Regions from separate parts of the Mus musculus genome. Here all the other regions are linked to region 4. Evidence: chromatin contacts called from public Hi-C, HiChIP or PLAC-seq and Micro-C data. All regions are on one chromosome and are shown on one strand. The core of a region is the stretch at or near the end of the contact, and the rest is flanking DNA. Distances in the headings are between cores, read along the strand shown. Region 1 has its middle 46 kb from the start of Gm6567. Region 2 has its middle 40 kb from the start of Gm36865. Region 3 holds the start of Fam174b (family with sequence similarity 174, member B). Region 4 holds the start of A730056A06Rik (RIKEN cDNA A730056A06 gene).

Region 1 (2,924 bases), core at 50-2,549, 320 kb after region 4:
TAGCTGATTCCTTGTTAGCAAATTTCACTGATGTTTGAGTGGGAAAAAACTCCTGGCTGAGAATAGATTCTCTGGCCCTAGTAAAGACACGACTAAGAGTCTATCTGTATCATTCACTTGGCCAGGGGACCACCCTTAGGAGGACAGGCTTATCTTAAGCCATGCTATAGAGATAGGTGCAATAATTAACCCTTTAATGAGATATTGTACTGTTCCTTCTCACAGATCTCCACCCCCTAGTGCAGTAGCCTACCGGGTCATAGCTATGTAGCTTTATAAGTCTCCTTTTGTGACTTATTCAGAAAAGCATAGCCTCTCCTTTCCTCATACCTCTTCATTTTTTGAAAAGAGACTTCCTTAGTTTTGTTTTATGTGTATGGGTGTTTTGCCTGCCTGGGTGGCTATGCAGTATGTATATGTACAACCCACAGAAGTCAGAAGAGAGCATCAATTCCTCCAGGTCTGGCGTTACAGATGGTTATGAACGTTCCTATTGGTGCTGGGTACCAAGCCCAGGCCCTTTTAAAGAGCAAGAGATTTTTCTCAATCATGAATCATCTCTCCGGTCCACATTCTACCTCTTTAAAGCATGCCCTCTTTCACACTTTAGGTTTCCCCAGGTGAACTTCCTTCCTCCTTTTTCTAGAGTTTCCCTCCCTGCCATGTGGCTGCTCATTGGCCACAAGACTGACTTCTATGCCAGCTTAAATTGCATGGGTTCCCCTCCCCTTTCCTTCCCCAGGTCTCAGTTGTTGAGATTTACAACTTGCCTACCTCTCTTTAGACTCTGATAAAATTGGTTTTGAACTTCTGTTTGAGTCCATTGTTAGATTTTTAAAAAAGTTACTGAGACTAAGAACCTCAAGAGGGGACTCCAATTCCACTGTAGCATTAGCTCTCCTCCACCCGGTCCTTTCACTAGGAGGAAATTTCATGCCAGTAAGAAAGTAGAAGCGGAAATCGTTTCACATGGAGTCAACTGATGACTTCCCAATGTCTCTGTTTCCTTGGATGGACCTACACCTACTGAGATCGGATTGAACCCACAGAGCCGATGAGGGAGCTGGCTTCTCTCTGTCAGCTGCTGTTGCTAGGAGTTGTATAGCTCTCTAAAACCCTTTGGTATTCCCTCTTAAAATTATGTATACTGCTACTCTTAGACTAATTCTGTCCGTATCCTTTGCTGATCCCTCTCTGACTGGTAATCTTGGCTCACCTCCCCAGCTTGCCCTTTGCTCACATTTTTCTTCTGTGAGTTCTTGGAGTGAGCATTCTTTCTTTTTGATTTTATGGGCTGCAGAGTCTGACTCATGTCTCATTGATTGATCCCAGTTAGTAAAGCACTCCTCTTTACTTGGGTGTGTGTAGTAATAACCAAGCCCTTTGGCTGATATTAATCTCACAAGCTTAGAGAGATAACACATACAAGAGAGAAGTACCCATGAAACCATCTGTAGTGATGTTCAGCAGGTGGGATCAGGCCTTTGGTGAGCAATTATGTACTTAGGGATGAAGTCTTTTTACTCTCTCTCTCTCTCTCTCTCTCTCTCTCTCTCTCTCTCTCTCAATTGAAGCTTTCAATCTAAAGAAGTTGATTATTTCTACAATGAGCCAATTTGTTTACAGATTGATTTTTAAATTAGCATTATGGTATCTTTTTTTTTACAATGAGCTTTATGAAGTCTACCTTACTCTTACTAAATTTCTAATTGCTATATATACAACTGTTACTGCTTGAAGCTTGTCCCTTTTGCCTCCAATATGTTGGGGTTCTATCTTCAGGTACTTCAAAGAGACCTCTATTTGGATGTGGTGGCCTTACAGAGATAATCAAGATGAAGTAATCATTAGATTAGCTCTAATCTACTCTGACTGGTGTCTTTATAAAAAGTAGAAATTTAAACAGAGAGATGACAAGATACCAATAAGAAAGTTCTGGACCAGAACTCAGCTCACAACTTCAGAAGAAGCCAATCTTGCCCCCATATTTATTTTGTATCCTACCCACCGGTACTGTGAGGCAACATATTTTTTCCTGTTTAAGACATCCAATCTGTGGTAGAAGATCTAGGACAGAAATCTTCTTTTTTTTTTTTTTTTTTTAAACTCCATAAAGTTTATTTTATTTTATTTTATTTTATTTTTTCCATTTTTTATTAGGTATTTCGCTCATTTACATTTGCAATGCTATACCAAAAGTCCCCCATAGCCACCCACCCCCTCTCCCCTACCCACCCACTCCCCTTTTATGGCCCTGGCGTTCCCCTGTACTGGGGCATATAAAGTTTGCGTGTCCAATGGGCCTCTCTTTCCAGTGATGGCCGACTAGGCCATCTTTTGATGCATATGCAGCTAGAGTCAAGAGCTCCGGGGTACTGGTTAGTTCATAATGTTGTTCCACCTATAGGGTTGCAGATCCCTTTAGCTTCTTTGGTACTTTCTCTAGCTCCTTCATTGGGGGCCATGTGATCCATCCAATAGCCGACTGTGAGCATCCACTTCTATGTTTGCTAGGCCCAGGCATACTCTGACAAGAGACAGCTATATCAGGGTCCTTTCAGCATAATCTTGCTAGTGTATGCAATGGTGTCAGCATTTGGAAGCTGATTATGGGATGGATCCCCGGATATGGTAGTGTCTACATGGTCCATCCTTTTATCTCAGCTCCAAACTTTGTCTCTGTAACTCCTTCCAAGGGTGTTTTGTTCCCACTTCTAAGGAGGGGCATAGTGTTCACACTTCAGTCTTCATTTTTCTTGAGTTTCATGTGTTTAGCAAATTGTATCTTATATCTTGGGTATCCTAGGTTTTGGGCTAATATCCACTTATCAGTGAGTACATATTGTGTGAGTTCCTTTGTGAATGTGTTACCTCACTCAGGATGATGCCCTCCAGGTCCATCCATTTGGCTAGGAATTTCATAA
Region 2 (2,770 bases), core at 227-2,726, 510 kb after region 4:
TTGCGTTGTTGAGTGCACACTTGTGTGTGATTCATGTTTATTATTGTTATTTACAGGAGTAGTAAGGCACTCCTTGGATTTTAGTGGAAGTTAACCACTTTGAATTTGAGTATTCCTATTTACTTGTTTTTGCTTGTCGGGGAAGCCTCTCTAAGTTAATTATACTTAAGAGAATAATATGCTCCCAGCCTGGGATAATTAGGCAGTCTAATTAACCTTTTAAGAAAAGCAAAACATAGCTTTATAGTGGCTATAGCCCCTTCATTAGGTTAGCTTGGCTCATCGTAACTGGTGTTGTTCATATTGCTGATTTGCATATTATTTTCCATGGTATCTAGCCCCATAAATTGTAATGAAAGCACATTTTAGAATACACTGGAGATAGACTTAATGGAATTGGCTACATCACAAGCAGAGGTTCTTTCTATGAGCTATGGTCCCGTCTTTGTATTGCTACAAGGCACTTAAAGGGACAATTTAAAGCAAGGGGAAAGCTTTTTGAGTAATCATTTTTTTAGTAATTAGCTTAGGAATAATTTGGAAACGCTCCCTGGCAGCACTTTAATAATGTAAAGTATGCTATTTCTAGAATATTTAATGGAAAGCAAACTCCTTGGAGATTGTAAGGAGTTAAGACACTTTTTAAAGGGCGGCTATTAATTATGGCCCAGAGACTCCTTTCTGTTATTAGGAAGCACAGCAATAAAGTAAGATAATGGTCCATTCAGATTTCATAGCGCTTTTCCTGCTACACACATAAGGGACTTCATCTAGCATGGAACCCAGGTGCTGATAGAAGCAGTCATCTCACAAATGGAAGGGGGCTGCTTGTGCCCAGAGGTTCTGCATGTAATTGCTTTGGTGCAAGGAGGGGATGTGCAAGAGATATTTAGAATCAAATAAATCTACCACAGGCACACTTTCTTGAATGAAATCGACTTAAATTAATGGTCTCTGTCCCTGCAAGTCTGTCTTTTCTTCTGCTCTTTTACCAAAGCATCATACACAGCATTTGTATGACAATCACTGGGTGGGATCCACACTGTTACCTCACTGTGTACCCGCTTTCTTGTGTCTGAACTGTCCTTCTCTCAGGGGCAACTCTTTCCTCTCCACAGGTCTTTCCCATCCCATATTATACAATCAGTCTTCCTCTGGATTCTCTTGGAGATCAGACTGAAGACACTCTTGAAGTGTGCATGGCCGCTCTGGTCTCTGCAGCATGCTTCCTCTATACCCAGGTCTGTGATAAGAGCCAATCTCTAAAAATCTGATGGCATCACAAATTCTGCTCTCTTCCTTTTGCTTGCCTAAAGCAAGCCTTTATCCTGCCTTGTGCCAAGGTATTTGTGACCTTGGCCTGTCTGCTCTACTCTATCTTACAGTCACAGGTGGCATCTCTCAGGGCTATTCTTACAGAGGGCTTCCTGTCCTAACTAGGGCTTTCTGCGTCTGAAATGAAGCAGCTAATGAGCAGGAGGATAGGCTTACCATGATGCAGCAAGCATCCGCTGCTATGGTTTCACAGTCTGTACAACCTACAGTTTCTTCTTAGCTATAAACGGAAAAAATTGTAAGGGACAGACCACTCTGCTTAACTCTTTCCTCAACTATTTTAGAACAAAAGAGCTGTCAGTTTCTGTTTTGTGTACACTTCTCATATTCACCTTCTTAAAGGGTGAGCTTTCCGAGGGAGACTGTTGGGAATTAGATAATATTTATACTTCATTTCTTCTACTTAGTTGCACTAAAGCCACATTATAAACTAATTAGGGATTTGTTATTTGAAAAAGTTATAACGAGTTTGCCAACAAGAGCTTTGTCTCATCTCGTTGTAGACACATCAGCTGCCATACATGTGTGAAATGAAGTTGATTTGGCTGAGGCCTGCTTGCCTGCCTGTTTTTATCTTTAGAACACATTCCTCATCACAGGAAGCATTAATGTCTGCTATCAAGGGCTTAGTGTAATGTATATGACACTGTCAGCATCTCTTTGATGGCCCTTTGAATTCCCTGTTAGCTGGGATCAGAGTCACATTTAATAGCCTGCAAGATTGGTCCTAAACAAGTGAAACAGGGTTGAAAATAATTCCGCTCTTGGCTGTGAAGGATGGATGTGTTGAGGCTCGATGCAGATTTTCCTGGGGGAAGAGAGTGTTTGTGAGTCACACAGGGAGCTGTTGTGTCACTGTAAAAATGCATCGGGCATGTATGGCCTAGGTTAGAAAGGAGAATGGCTTAGGAGGGAGAAGAAAGGAAGACCACTGTAGTCTGGGGATGGCTCAGTGGGCCAAGTGCTGCCCTGCAGGTGTGCGGACCTGAGTGTGGATTCTCAGAACACAGATAAAACCATATGTGTAGTCCCAGTTCTCCTATTGAGAGACAGAAGGCGGAGTCTGGAGAATCTCCAGGTAGCCTGTTGTATACAGTGGTTGTCTTGGTGATAGTTTCATTGCTGTGAAGTGACACCATGACCAAGGCAACTCTTATAAACGATAATATTTAATGGAGGCTGGTTTATAGTTTATAGAGATTCAGTCTCTTATCATCATAGCAGGAAGCATGACAGCATCCAGGCAGACATGGTGCTCAAGAAGGAACTGGGAGTTCTACATTTTGATCCAAAGGCAATCAGGAGGAAATGAAGCAGGCAGCCAGGAGGGTCTCTTCCACATTAGTCAGAGTCTGAGCATAGGCGTCTCAAAGCCCACCTACTATGCAGTGATGTACTTCCTCCAACAAGGCTACATCTACTCCAGTAAAGCCAC
Region 3 (3,045 bases), core at 116-2,615, 360 kb before region 4:
CGGGCCTGAGTGCCACATCTCCTACTTTGTCCCCTCACATCTGGCCACATGTGCTTTGTCTTCTCCCCCACTCTTGGGTAATAAGGAGCAGACTGGCAAAATACTTCAAATGCCTTCTTTTAAAAGTACACAGCTGTGTGGGCTGGGACTATTTTGAGCTAAATGCTGCAAACCTCCAAGCTCAGAGCCGTTCTGGGCGTTCGCTGACTCCAAGTGAACAATGAGGGCCGTCACCAAAGCTATCATGGGTCACCAAACCTCCTGAAACCTGTAACCAACATCAGGTGTGTGAAGCAAGTGTCCCCAGGTTCCTCTGGCATCCCTCGCTCCCTGCTTCTGCTTTCTGTAGGTGAAAGAGGGCGAAGAGCTGGTAAAACAGAGGAGAGCTGCCAAAGGGGGAAAGGGGCAAAGTTCTTGATAGGAGAACCCTAGTCCAAATTGTCCCTCAAGCGCTGAGTACCTGTGTAAGCCAACTCTCTTTGAATGTTTCCTTGTCTGTGAGGTGGGCATAAAAATACATTCCACGGAAGGTGGTCGGAACTCAAAGTTGGTGTTAAACGTGAACAGAGGAAAGCAATAGAATCTAGGACTTGGAACACACCAAACAGCCTTAAAGGGGGAAACGGTTCCTGAGATGTGCCCTGGAAGAACCAAATGCACGCGCCCGCCCTCCGGATCCCACCCAGGCAGAGAGCAGAAAAGTGCGCGCCTGGCGAGAGCGCGCCGAGAGCGAGCACCTGTGCGCGCAGGTGGGGAGGACGCGCGGTGGCATCAGCGGCAGCAGCAGCATGGTGACGCCGCCCATGGAGCCAGCAGGGCAAGGAGTTGGGCGACGCGACCCACCTGAAGACGCGCAGCAGCAGACAGGCGATGAGCAGCGCGCTGAAGGCACATGCCACGATCACCGTCGCCTTCAGGGTAGGCAGGTCACGAAGCAGACTGGAGATGCGGGTCACCACCGCGTCGACGCTGCTGTTGGAGCTTCCCCCGCCCGCCATGCCGGATCCCAGCTGGGTAGCATTCCCGGGACCGGGCGGAGGCTGGTGTTCTGCTTCGGGCTGGGAGGCCGAAGCGGACTCGGCTCTGCGAGCGAGGGCGGCGGGCGCGGCCAGGAGCGCGAGCAGCAGCAGCAGCAGCGGTGGCGGCGGTTGGGGTGGCAGGGCGCTCATGGTGCACTATGCGCACGCACGGTGCGGAGGTCTGCGTCCCGGAGGCTTGCACCCCGGAGGCCTGAGCCCCAGAGGCTGGCACCCGGGAGGCCTGCGCCGGGGTCTCCGGCTGCCGAGGCGGCTGCGCGATGCTCGGCAGGAAGCTGCAGAGCCCGGAAGAACCCGCGCCGCCGCTGCAGCCACCAACACGTTGCACAGAGTCATTCGACGGGCTTCGGCCCCGCGTGGGCGGGGCAGACCTCGGCTGGGTCCCCGCTGCGCTCCGCCCCTGGGTAGCCCAACCCGATCAGGACCTAAGACCCCATGGAGGAATCCTAACTGCTTGGCTCACTCTGCTCCGGGCAGGCAGAATGATGAACTGTTCACGCGATTTATTTCTTTCAGTATGGCAGCCCTCTCTGGAAACAGGTATTCTTTTGCCCTGGTTTGTTGATTTAGCACGCAGGGAGTCAGCTCACAGCAACCCAGATTTCCCACCTAGAGTTTGCAAGCCCTTTGCACTTCAGCTGGTGAACCTTTGGAAGTAATCTCTCCTTCTCCAGACCAGACTTAAATTTCAAACTCCAAGGAGTAATTTATTGTGGTTCTGTCTCTGGTATATAAACTAAGTAATGTTGGGGTGGGGAAAGACTATTCTCTTGGGAGTCCAGGAATTGATACAGTGCTGAGTGGGTTCCTGGAGCAACCGTTACAGAACCTTGGATGATCTGGAAGGTGCTCCCCAATGATCAGTAAATATCTAAACATACAGAACAAGGACCAAGAGACTTTGATCAGCTCATTTCTGGTCCTGCTAGAGAAACAGACAAATATAACGATGCATTCATTGTCTATAGTTACATAACCAAGCTTCCATAACAAATTATCCCAAAACCTAGTAGGTCACCACAATCCCCATTATCTGGGTTGTCCTGTTTTAAGGTATCTTGTTAAGTTTAAGATCAAACTAATACCCCCTCCCCCAGATCTCCTCAAAAGGTTCACATGGGAGCTGATCTGTCCCCGAGCTCAACTGGCTTTCCCTGACTGATTCAGCGCTTCACAAACTGCTAGCCCCGAACCTCCATTCCCCATCTCTGTCTGTCAGAAGCTGCCCTAAGTTCTAACGGTGAGAATTTCCAACAGAGCGTTTTGCATCTTCAACGTGTTCAAGCCCAGTTAGCAATAAATTCAGGGAGCCGGACAGAAGACAGTTCTGTAAAACTTAATTACAGATGTGACACCCCCACACTTTCTCCTGAATCGGTTCATTAGATGCATACCACCACTCTTTGTTCACAATTCAGGAAAGAAGGCGTCACAATGACGTAAATAACAGGAAGCGGGAGCATCAGGGCCACCTAACAGCTGTCTGCCATATACACTGGGGGTGGGGGTGGGGTGAGCAATATTGAGATTCCCAGAAGTCATTGCCCACCAAGCACTTTGTGTATCAAGTGTTTTCAAGCATGCTACAGGGATGAGAGAGAAAGATCATCTGCTAGACAGAGCACATCGTTAATCCCAGCATTGAGGAGGCAGAGGTAGACAGATGTCTATGAGTCTGATGCCATCCTGGTCTACATAGTGAGTTCCCAGATAGCCAGAACTGCATGGTAAGATCCAGACCCAAAAGAAGAAAAAGGAAAAGAAAAATCCTATGGTTAAAGTATTCCAGCTCTGAACTACATTGATGGAGAAGTCTTGTTTTCGTATCAGAATATACACAGAAAATTCCCTAAAGATCTAGGTGTGACGTCCATAATTCCCCAAGCTTCAGATGTCACAGCCTTGAAATTTGTTAGTTAGAGGAAAGTTCTGTATAGTAGAGGGAAAGTGTTCCCAACTTAAAGCCTCTCAACCAGGATGGAAGTTGACGGTTGAGTGACCTTGGCCA
Region 4 (3,050 bases), core at 136-2,635:
TTCACAAATCACTATATAGGTACAGATGAACTAGAGAGTAGTAAAGTGACCGTGACAGGCTTGCCAGATCCCTGGACCAGATGCCTAGGGACAAAGGCAGGTGACCGTTTACTTTATTTTTGCTAGAAGAACCCAAAACTACACAGAAGGGAATGGCAGTCCTGGAGGTGATATCCTGCCACTAATACAATTCGTCATTCGGTCCTGAGAGCTAAGCTCCGGGCAGCGGGTGCTCAAGCCCCGCTTACAGGATGGCCTGAGCACTAGAGAAACAGTCTTTCTGGACACGTTGGCTAGTTCCCATCTCTCCATCTCCTCATATAGGGGAACTTTGAGAACGCCCAACTTCATGGCTTGTGAGGAAGGTACAGATCACCATTTCCGCTAGATGGCGATATTTCCCCTAATCCATCCGCTTCAAGACACCCAATTTATAAAATAAATACAATCCAACGCCTTCCGAAACCACACCACATAATAACAGCACACAGGCTCCCATTAAAGTTCCAGTCTCAGGAAACTGACTCCCTCGTCGAGAAAATCTAATGCAACTACTCTAGTAAGATGCAATCAAGAGTTGCATCCAAGTGTCATTCATATTTGCACCGGTCCCCCAATACACCTGTCCCTCTACCCCTAGTTAACACTCAGGGATGAGCCATGGCTCAAGTCAGGCGCTGAGTCCTCGTGGTGCCTTGCCTTCCTCTTAGGAACGTCGGACCTTTTGGGACCCTTGCCCCTTAGCCACCACCCCAAGTCTAGCACACCGGACGCTCCTAAGCAAGGGTCACTCACACTGTACAATGTACAATGCCGACGGCCCCGGGGCAGGTGCGTTCATTTCCAGCTTCTGCAACCCGGGCCTGGGTTAAGTGAGAGAATCCGGTTTCACCGTGGGTCAGCGGGGTGATCAGATCTGTCAAGAGCTCTGTGGGTCAGGGGGGCTCTCGCCTCCGGAAGAGGTGGCCGCGCAGGAGAGAGAGCTCCAGGCGGTACACAGTGGGTGGGACAGGCGCCGGGTCTGCCCAGCCACGCGCAGCGCCTACTGCCCTCATGGCAGCATCTTAGGGGGCTGGGGGAAAAGAAAAAACACCAAACCACAAAACTTTCCTGCTGCCAAGTGCGAAGGCGAGTCATCCGAGGCAAAACCCTAAGTGTGTGAGATGAGACACCGGGTTGGGGGAGCCACTAATCAGTGAGGCGGCGGAGCGCAAGTGTCCGCAGCGCCTTGGGGACCTCAGGACCCCGTGCCCCCGCTGTCCGCGCTTACCTTGGCGGCTGCATGAGCCCCTCCAGCCCGCGGGGGGTTGGCGCTGGCGGGGCTGCGCGCGAAGACTAGGTGTAGGGCGGTCGCTCGTGGGCCCCTGGGTGAGGTGGGAGGGGCCCGGCTGGCGCTGGTCCCCGCAGCTCAGCGGACTCAGTAGCGACCCGGGGCGCTCCGCCTGCTCCCCGGCTGCATGCCTGCGAGCGCCTGGAGGAGCGAGCCTCAGGAGCGGCCGGCTGGCCAGTGCTTCCCGGGCGCAGGGCTCGGGCGGCGTAGCTTGCAGTTCCGAGACGCCTGCAGAGTAGGGCGGCCCGGGCTAACCTGCTGCCTCGCCCGGCCTGTCGCCGCCACCGCCACCGCTGAGCGCGGCGTCGCGAGGTTCGTTTGCGCGCGGCAGGGAGGGGGCGGGCCGGGCACCCCGGGAGCGGGCGGGGGGGCGAGCGCGGGCGGAGCGGAGCAGAGGGAGGGGGAGGGGTGGGGTCTGGGCTCCAAAGGCCCCGCCCCGCCGCGGTCCCACCCTTGCTGATCCGCGCTAGTGGGTGTGTGAGGACGTAGGGGGTGAGCCTGCAGAAAGCGCACACTCTCCCTGCGGGCTCGCGATCCCAGGGTTCGAGCAGCAAGTGCAGCGACCCTCCCTTCCGCTAACGCATCCAACTTTCTTAACCCTGAGCCAGGTGGCTTGGAGTCCACGTTTTCAACCTGGGAGCCTACGGTGGTTAGAGGTTTCCAATCGTGGATAAATATTGACATCTGCCGAAAGTCACCTTTGTTCTATAGGGATTTTACTCCTATTTAGAATCTTATTGGAAAAAATAAATAATATGTATATTGCATGCACAGTGCGCGAATACACGCAGTCTGGAGTAAACAGACTGTCTTGTACTCCCCCACCCCTCCCTCTGCAGTCCAGCTCAGAGGTAACCTCCGGTCACAGCGTCTTCCTCCCCCGCCCCGCACCCTTCTCGCATAGATTGCCAGAGGAAACTCCGGGCTTCTCAAAAGGATTCTTCATGCAGCTCACGCACACAGTGGAGAGCACAGCCAGCCGCCAGCAGCTCATCTCCAGGGTCTCACCCCAACACCACGTATAGGTCTGAAACCCTAGCTGGGGTGTGAAGTCAGCCGGGACACACAGCTCACACTCAAATTATCACTGAACAGTTAGCGCTGCCAGGATATTTTATACAGGGGTTACGACCCGATCTTCTCTTAATCTGAACCAAGCGCTGGAATTTTGATAGGATGAGAACTCTGTATTTAATGAAAAGGTATCGTCCGTATTAAGACCCTCGTCGTTATTTATGCTGTGGTCTTAAGGGATGTGGTTTTGAACTCAATGTTCTGCGTTTATTGGCCAAATGAATTAGACTAGTCTATAACTGAGCTATAAATAAACTCCATGTGCTTTTAGCAGGAAGGGATTGGGCCTTGCAGTTGGCCCCGTTTCTAAAATTAGCCTCGACCTTGGACAAATCTTTTAGGTCTGCTGAGCCTCAGTTTCCTTGTCTATAAATAAGGGAGTTGTACAAGAAAGTGTGTGTGTGTGTTTACATTTCCTTTTTGTACTCTATCATCCTCTGCTTGGGGACACTCCTCCAACCCTGTCCCCAATTCTCAAATCCCAGGTGTTGTTTTCCCTAGCTCTGACATCAATCTGTAATTATACCTTTATTTGTGGCCTTCTCATCATACTCAAGAGATCAGGAACCACCTTGGGGTCATCATGCCATCCTCAGCACCCAGGAGAGCCTGGTGTATAGCAGAGGCACAATAATTGTTATCACTT

What was found. A called contact is a pair of places that touch in the nucleus more often than the background predicts. HiChIP or PLAC-seq counts read pairs in DNA pulled down with a chosen protein or histone mark.
Region 1: an H3K27ac HiChIP or PLAC-seq map of the NIH/3T3 cell line shows a contact between it and region 4, with 7 times the contacts expected there. The contact joins the enhancer-like site here to the promoter of A730056A06Rik in region 4. A contact is called at or near these places in 14 of 39 promoter capture datasets (the 3T3-L1 cell line, 3T3-L1-derived adipocytes, the HPC-7 cell line and 9 more), 1 of 15 datasets of contacts at CTCF or cohesin (the NIH/3T3 cell line), 1 of 484 Hi-C or Micro-C datasets (nephron progenitors), 11 of 115 datasets of contacts at active chromatin or transcription factors (the NIH/3T3 cell line, craniofacial prominence, embryonic basal ganglia and 7 more) and 1 of 9 other capture datasets (embryonic stem cells).
Region 2: a contact with region 4 is called in a Hi-C map of cortical neurons, with 1.9 times the contacts expected there. The contact joins the enhancer-like site here to the promoter of A730056A06Rik in region 4. A contact is called at or near these places in 14 of 39 promoter capture datasets (the 3T3-L1 cell line, 3T3-L1-derived adipocytes, cranial neural crest and 8 more), 2 of 484 Hi-C or Micro-C datasets (both in cortical neurons), 9 of 115 datasets of contacts at active chromatin or transcription factors (embryonic basal ganglia, embryonic forebrain, embryonic hindbrain and 5 more) and 1 of 9 other capture datasets (embryonic stem cells).
Region 3: a contact with region 4 is called in a Micro-C map of embryonic stem cells, with 2.6 times the contacts expected there. The contact joins the promoter of Fam174b here to the promoter of A730056A06Rik in region 4. A contact is called at or near these places in 4 of 39 promoter capture datasets (the C10 cell line, fetal liver, hematopoietic stem and progenitor cells and 1 more) and 2 of 484 Hi-C or Micro-C datasets (both in embryonic stem cells).

The regions. Positions count from the first base shown.
Region 1 is chr7:73,054,401-73,057,324 of GRCm38.p6, reverse strand. No RefSeq gene overlaps it. Among named protein-coding and RNA genes, the nearest start is that of Gm6567, 46 kb to the left of the region's middle. Within about 2 kb of position 1,299, at least 6 of the 459 cell types and tissues checked have an H3K27ac peak or open chromatin away from gene starts, as enhancers often do. A contact at or near this core is called in the NIH/3T3 cell line, where this site is marked.
Region 2 is chr7:72,865,172-72,867,941 of GRCm38.p6, reverse strand. No RefSeq gene overlaps it. Among named protein-coding and RNA genes, the nearest start is that of Gm36865, 40 kb to the right of the region's middle. Within about 2 kb of position 1,476, at least 6 of the 459 cell types and tissues checked have an H3K27ac peak or open chromatin away from gene starts, as enhancers often do. A contact at or near this core is called in cortical neurons, where this site is marked.
Region 3 is chr7:73,738,627-73,741,671 of GRCm38.p6, reverse strand. Fam174b (family with sequence similarity 174, member B) reads right to left here and starts at 1,365. Exons shown (of 3, transcript NM_001162532.1): 1 at 844-1,365. The coding sequence starts at 1,169.
Region 4 is chr7:73,374,109-73,377,158 of GRCm38.p6, reverse strand. A730056A06Rik (RIKEN cDNA A730056A06 gene) reads left to right here and starts at 1,385. Exons shown (of 2, transcript NR_040325.1): 1 at 1,385-1,642. It overlaps Rgma (repulsive guidance molecule family member A), which reads right to left and starts at 1,639. Exons shown (of 4, transcript NM_177740.5): 1 at 1,271-1,639. The coding sequence starts at 1,284.